2 separate regions of the Aedes albopictus genome follow, and region 2 is linked to region 1. Evidence: chromatin contacts called from public Hi-C data. All regions are on one chromosome and are shown on one strand. Each heading gives the region's core, a stretch centred on a gene start, on an enhancer-like site or on the middle of the called end of the contact. The rest is flanking DNA. Distances are from core to core; before and after follow the strand shown. Region 1 holds the start of LOC109621467. Region 2 holds the start of LOC115267985 (diacylglycerol lipase-beta).

What was found. Hi-C and Micro-C count contacts between places; a contact is called where the count stands out from the background.
Region 2: a Hi-C map of whole body shows a contact between it and region 1, with 2.8 times the contacts expected there. The contact joins the promoter of LOC115267985 here to the promoter of LOC109621467 in region 1. A contact is called at or near these places in 2 of 3 Hi-C or Micro-C datasets (embryo and whole body).

Annotation. Positions count from the first base shown.
Region 1 is chr3:429,269,585-429,272,962 of AalbF5, forward strand. LOC109621467 reads left to right here and starts at 1,640. Exons shown (of 2, transcript XM_062856479.1): 1 at 1,640-1,813; 2 at 1,874-2,886. The coding sequence starts at 1,756. The coding sequence ends at 2,520. It overlaps LOC115267985 (diacylglycerol lipase-beta), which reads right to left. Exons shown (of 10, transcript XM_062856478.1): 7 at 1,121-1,624; 8 at 486-641; 9 at 80-192.
Region 2 is chr3:429,399,198-429,402,575 of AalbF5, forward strand. It overlaps LOC115267985 (diacylglycerol lipase-beta), which reads right to left and starts at 1,824. Exons shown (of 10, transcript XM_062856478.1): 1 at 1-1,824.

The sequences.
Region 1 (3,378 bases), core at 390-2,889:
TTCTCGTATCGAAAGAATACATTTCAAATAAAAAATAAAACTAAACAATCGAAGCACATAATATATTGTAGTCTCTTACTTTTCCAACTCCGTTTTCTTCCTCCGAACGATATGTAAGATTCTTCCTCCGGTGTACAACCGAGTTTTGGCAAAGCGTCGCTTGGAGATTTCACTCGACAGCAAACCGCCTTCCTGTAAAATAACACCATTCAATTAGGGTATGTGTTCCATCATTAATCTCACGCTCCCATATTCATCCTATTCGAAAACAAGCGATTACGGCACCGATTGATGCCGTTCTTTTTGTTTTTATGGGTGCTCACTTCTAACAAAAAATACAAAAATAAGAAACAAAACAAACAGCGCTTCAATCCTTTATTTTCCGTAGGATGAAAATGGGAGCCACATGCTTAAGAAGGGAACCAATACCCTATTAGTAAAAAAAAAACAAAAACATAACGAAAATGTTCATCATCAAAACTTACAGCAGTGGACACCGTCTGAATGGGGCGTTCACCAAGCAGCGGGCTTTGGCCGTTGGCTTTCTTGGTGATTTCCGTTACGTCGTGCCACGTGGTTTCCAGATCGCGCGACGGTACGCCAAACAAAGCGTACCCAAAGCCGTTCAACATTATGCGCCACTGCAAATTGAATGGGAGAGAAGAGAAAAGGAGAGAGAGATTCAGTTCCGCAGGAAGCAAAGCGGTGAGAAACTTATTGTTTGCAATTTTGTGAAGAATGTTGTACGCAAGATTTTAGAGGAAGTTGCATGGTCTGCTGCGTAGCATGCAGATGTAAGTCCAAATCTAATTGAAATTAAATAGTTTTATTTATTTTACATTTTATTTTTTAAACTAGTGTTATGAATCGTTACTCTACATAGAGAAAATTAGATTTGTTACTGGTTGAAATTATATAAAATGAACTTCTGGATGATTTGGATATCGAATATCTTGAATATCTCAAATGATCTTATCTGAACACTGTGGAAACAGAAAGCAGTAAGCTGAAACACAAGCAACACACATGGGGTTTCGGACAACGCACCAGGAAGAAGACTTGCAAGCATTTTCAAATGACGGGGATGATGAATAACTGAGAGTTGGGTAGGTTCACTTACCTTCGGCAGCTTACACGCCCGAATCGTCTCGATAATACTGGTCCTCAGATTCTCGATCGAATCTACGCCCAACCGCATCACGAAATCATCCCCAACTCCAATGGTAAACGCATAGCTCTCCGTATACCGTGCCGCTTCCCGACTGAGCAAACCAGCCGGGGTGGCAAATGCATACACCCGCAAGTCCGGGAAACGGCTTCTCAGTTTCGCCGCCAGCAGAATGGAAACGCCAGCTCCCAAACTGTGCCCCGTCAAGACCAAGGTGTACTCCGGGTAGGTGTTGAAGATCCGCTCCAGCATGTTACCCTCGCGAAGCCGTTTGAGCAAACAATCCACACCGGCCACCATACCACGATGGGCGGACGACTCAGGAGGCATTCCCGGGGCGTCGAATCGCTCGGCATTGGCCACCAGATCGGTGAAGACATCACGCATCGATAGACTGCCTCGGATGGATATGACGATACTCTTGGTGCTGTGATCCGCCAGTACGCAGAATGGTAACTGTGAATGGGAAACGTTATCAGTTATGAGAAACGCTTTCAATAAGTTGAAGAATTTTCTAATTAGGTTCAAATGGCTTCGCTCTACCTATAAGAGCATCCAGCTTGGTGATCGTAAAGGCATTCGTAAAGATGATGCGAGTGGCGGGAATCATCTTGGTCTCCTTCACAATTTTCTGCTACAGTTATAGTAAGTATTACGTGTCCATTAAATAGAAAGAATAACTTGAAGTTCCCATTGAAACTCCAGATTACGCTGTCGCTTCTATGAATCACAAGGAATCATCAACCACTTTGAAGTTGGATCCCTCAAATAAAGTGCCAGTATTCCAACATAGCACTTGTACCTGCAATACGGAAGCACAAATCGTTATCAACGATACCCAAAAAGAAGCACCCTCAATTCCTCTGAATATATGTCACTGCCGGACTTGCATTGCTCAGGACACGGATGAACACGGAAATTCAAATCTACACTGTGTGGAACACGTTATGACTGAGGAAGAATATCGCTCACTGTTGGCGCAGTCCAAACTTTCGGAACCCGCACACCCCTCAACCCGGAAGAAACGATCTCCGTACACCTGGGAAGAGCTCCTCGAGAAGATATCCTTCATGGGCAGCCACGACAGCACGTTCAACAAGCGGACTCAGGGTTACTTCCACTACAACTATGCCAACAGCAGCGCAGGTACTAGTCATAATCCGCCTACCCCACCCAGTAATCCACCCCAAACGACTGCTACTAGTACTACTTCTACTACCACTTCTACTTCTGTTCTCATTTCAACTATTACCACTTCTGGCGGAACGACTGATACGGTTGCAACAATTGGTGCGGGTTCGACGGACACAACTACAGCTCCTCCGGCGAGCACGGGCAATGCTGGCGGATAGTTTTGATGGGCGTGATCTCCGCGAGGTCGGCCATCATGTGGCCAAAATGTCGTCTAAGAAAATAGAAAGTTTCTATGATCAACCTGCATTTTGTTACCATTACATATTTCCATAGACATAAAAGCCAAGTTAAAAGTCGTGTTTTGTTGAGTGTACCTGCATAGAGAGCTCTCAGAAGCAAGCACGACATCGTCGCATGTTCGGAAAACATTTTCTTCAGTCAATCTATATCAATAAACACACACCTTACTCCACACATAATCTTACTGAACCGCCGATATCGTGTATTTTAGGAGTCAAGTTAATAGAAATATCCAAATAAAGGGCTTACAGTCTGCGGAAATAATAGGATTAGTGGTCAAGTGACTAACACTTCTAATTCGTCTGCAGAAAGTCATGGGTTCAATCCCTACTCCATCTCATTCCTCTAATTTTGTACCTTTCTATCTACTTTCTCTCTCTTATGTTCATATACATCTCATATACATAAGTGACCCGATTTTGTCAGCCCCTTTCTGGAACACACTTTTTGCTCTCTTCAAAAATCTAAACAGTTTTTCAAATTCTTAATCCCTCTATGATTTGTCTTTCAGCAGTAGCTTGATGATGAACTTAAATAAATTTACCAAAGTTTGACGCTAAGATAATGACAGCAAAAAGTTCGTCGCTAAATGGGGCTGACAAAATCGGGTCCTTACTGTATATTCATATGAACAAAGTCATCACTAGAATCAGAAACGGGTTGAAAAAGCCGTTCTAATCCTTCCAAATGCCACAGCACAGTGTCAATCTACTAAACAAGGCCCACATTTTAAGCTTCCAGCGAGCTGTGCCACGCCATCTTCAGAGTAATCAACA
Region 2 (3,378 bases), core at 574-3,073, 130 kb after region 1:
GGTGCCTCTCACCTGCAAGCACTATACAGCACACCGAAAAGCACAAATCGCGAACCCTCCAGTAGTTACCTTCCTAAGCCGCTTCGGTTTAGCTATGCTTCTATACTCAATACACACCGACACCACACTCCGCAGGTTCAAGCGAAATGCGGGTATCTGGTCGTCTCTTCTCCTATACGGGCCGACGACGACGACGCGGGGCAACGGAGAAAACGAGTTTCGCTTCGAATGTTTGTTGTAAGAAGCAAAAACTTTACACTACTTGCAGCAGCAACAACACTGACTCGGTAATAGCCTTTTTTGCTTTTTCTTCAAATTGCTCGTGTAATTTTTGTTTTGCCTTGAAGCAAATCTTCTCACTTTTTTCTTCAATTGATTTCGACGCAAGTTGCGCACTCTTCTTGGGCGGATTTTCGACGATGATGTTGACGACGAAGATTGGACAAAACTTCAATCAACCTACAAGGAGATTCAACTTCACTGGTTGCCTATCTCATTGCACTGGGAAGCGGCCAAGTTTGTGTAAAGATTTGAACAACTGATGGGCACTCGGATCTACACAGAAATCGCGAAACACACTCAGAACCAATTGAGTAAACGAGCTGATATCAATGAGAAAATCGTTCAAGAATGAATTAAGCCTAGCTCCAAATACAAGTACGCTGAACGATTCCTATTTTGTAATGGTCAATAAATGTTTAATCGAGGTCAACGTATTACTCAAACGAATACCTTCGTCAGTCTCTGCAGTACGAAGCAGAAAACAATCGAAAGAGCATCGAACACCAGCATTCGCGCAAATTCTCCCAATTAGCGACGTCGTCTTGATTGGCTCTATTCGCAGTTTGACGTCACTGTCCGCGCAAACTATCCACACTATACACACTCCGCGAACCAACTGCGATTCAGCTGATTCCAGACCAAACAGAGGGCGAAATCACGTAAAAGATGCTCCTTTCTTGCTATTCACCACCAATTACATAAAAAAGCGTTCTTCCAAAACGCTCGTGCAACAACAATAATCGCACACCGCACGCGAGCGAAACTTGCCACTCACTGGATAACTGACACGGCACCGCCGATGATCGCAAGTTCGCGCTAAGAGAGAACTTCGCAATTGTGCGTGTTCACCCGCCGAGATAACTTTCGCGACTGAGCTGTAAGCTGAACTGAAACTGAGCGCCAACCAACTTGCTGAACCGATTGGATTTGGATGTGATGTGGGCTGCCCGACCGAGCCTGACTGTCTGTCTGTCTGCCGCCTGCGAGGCATAATCTACCTTTCAGGCACGCCGGTCTATCCTATGTGGGGAAAAAGGGGGTTGAACGCTCTTCACTCGACTAGACGAAGTTCAGAACTTCAACCGATGCATGACGCGTCTACCGTAAAGTTTTCAGGTTTTACGAAATTGCGTTGTTTACTTGCCTATCATCGCCGACGTTTCGTTCCGGCTATTAGACCTTCCTCATGGCTCGACACACTGCTCAGCAAGTGTTCCTTCATACTTTACTACAACATGCTGTCTAGGGATAGTAGTATTCATCTAACTACTATTACCTAGCCGATCAACACGAGAACGTAAGGCAAAAAGATCGTCGTTGTGATTGTGTTGTTCAACAATGACCCTCTGTTCAAATTCTCTTATCGTTCGCTTGCGTATCTATCCACCGTATTCTTTCATTACTTTCCTTACTCCCTCTTACTTCGAGTAGCATTCATATCACCGAAAAAAGCCAATGAAAGTTAATAATGAAGTGTTCCTTCAGTTTCTTGACTGGATGGTCCAGCAGTGTACTATACTCGACTGGGTGACTTTTTCAAACCTTACAGTATTTAATATTGTTCAAAACTTTAAACTTGTTTTATAACCAGGGTACGAAAAACGGATCACGCCGAAAAACAAACGCTTTGTCCTAAGCGGTGCATGTTGGTAACAAGCGCTCCGCAACAAACGCATGTCAGCCGATGAGAGCAATAAAACAAACATCGCTTGCCGTGCGTGTGCCGATATTCCGGCTTTTCTGCTGAATTTTTCGACCCGCATCATCGAATTCATAAGCATTTGGACGAATTAAGACTCTTGCAAACCTCAGAGTCGAGTTTCAGTTGTAAAACAATGCAAAAATCACGGTGTGAATAGAACGAGACAAATATTCCTACCGTTTTTGTTGTGAACTGCTAACGAAAAAACAAAGCGTTGTTGCTGTGCCTTCTTTGTTGCCTATTTTTCGCTTGCGGTGGCATATTCTACGCACACTGTTTATAACCTATCAAGCCCCGAGGAAGGTGTAAAAGCCGAATTGAAACGTTAGTGATGATAATCAACGCAATTTAGTTAAACAGTTGGTCGAAAATCAAACCATTATTAGTCGAAAAAGTTCTCACGTTTTCAAATACTAATTATCATTCAACAGGCTTGAAGTATGGACTACAGTTGGTTTATCCACAGACTTGTGAATGCTCAAAAAGATGGAAAGAGCTTATCGTTATTTGTCTTTATGTTTCGTCTCTTTGGCGTAACGTCCCCACTGGGTCAACTTATGCCGTTTTTCCAACCCAGGTTCAAAAAGAAAAACGGCATTAGTGTTATATCAGCAGTTCCACAATTATTAACTGAGAGCTTCCTCTGCCAATGATCATTTTGCATGCGTATATCGTGTGGCAGGCTTGAAGATATTCTACGCACAAGGAAATCAAATAAATTTCCTTTACGAAAAGCTCCTAGATGGACCGGGAATCGAACCCGTCATCATCAGCTTCACCAGGGTCTTGCTGAATACCCGTGCACTTTCCGCATCGGCTAGGATAAAGATCCTGCATAAATGGAAAAAGCTCCATTTATGCAACTAACACTTCGATAAATTGTAATGCTATGTGTTAAGCAATTTTCAATTCTTTTATCTAGTAGTATTGAAATGATTTTTTTTTTCTATCCACAAAGCGTATTATACCACGGCTCCTCCATCACGCAAGGGTGCATACAACTTACAGGCGGAATGAGCGATAATAACACAGCATTGAAGAGAGCCACTTTGATTTGGGTTTCTCTCGAACCGGCAGAAAGAGAGAGGGTGTTATACAGTGTATCAAACAATTGTCCGTACAGTAATTTTTTGATCAAAATATTTTTTTATTCAAATGATCATAACTTTTTTATACGTCAATCAAATACGCTGAAATTTTGATCAATTATAAATCATATATTGATGCTCTATTGGTACAATTTTGAGCGAGATCGAATAAGTTTTCGGAAAGTTATAAAACTTTTAGAAAAACTTACAAGATTTTTGAACACATTTTTAAAACATTACAACTCAATATGTACTCGATGAAACTTTTTCCATTTTTTTTGTGATACAGCTTATACCTAAGGCTTT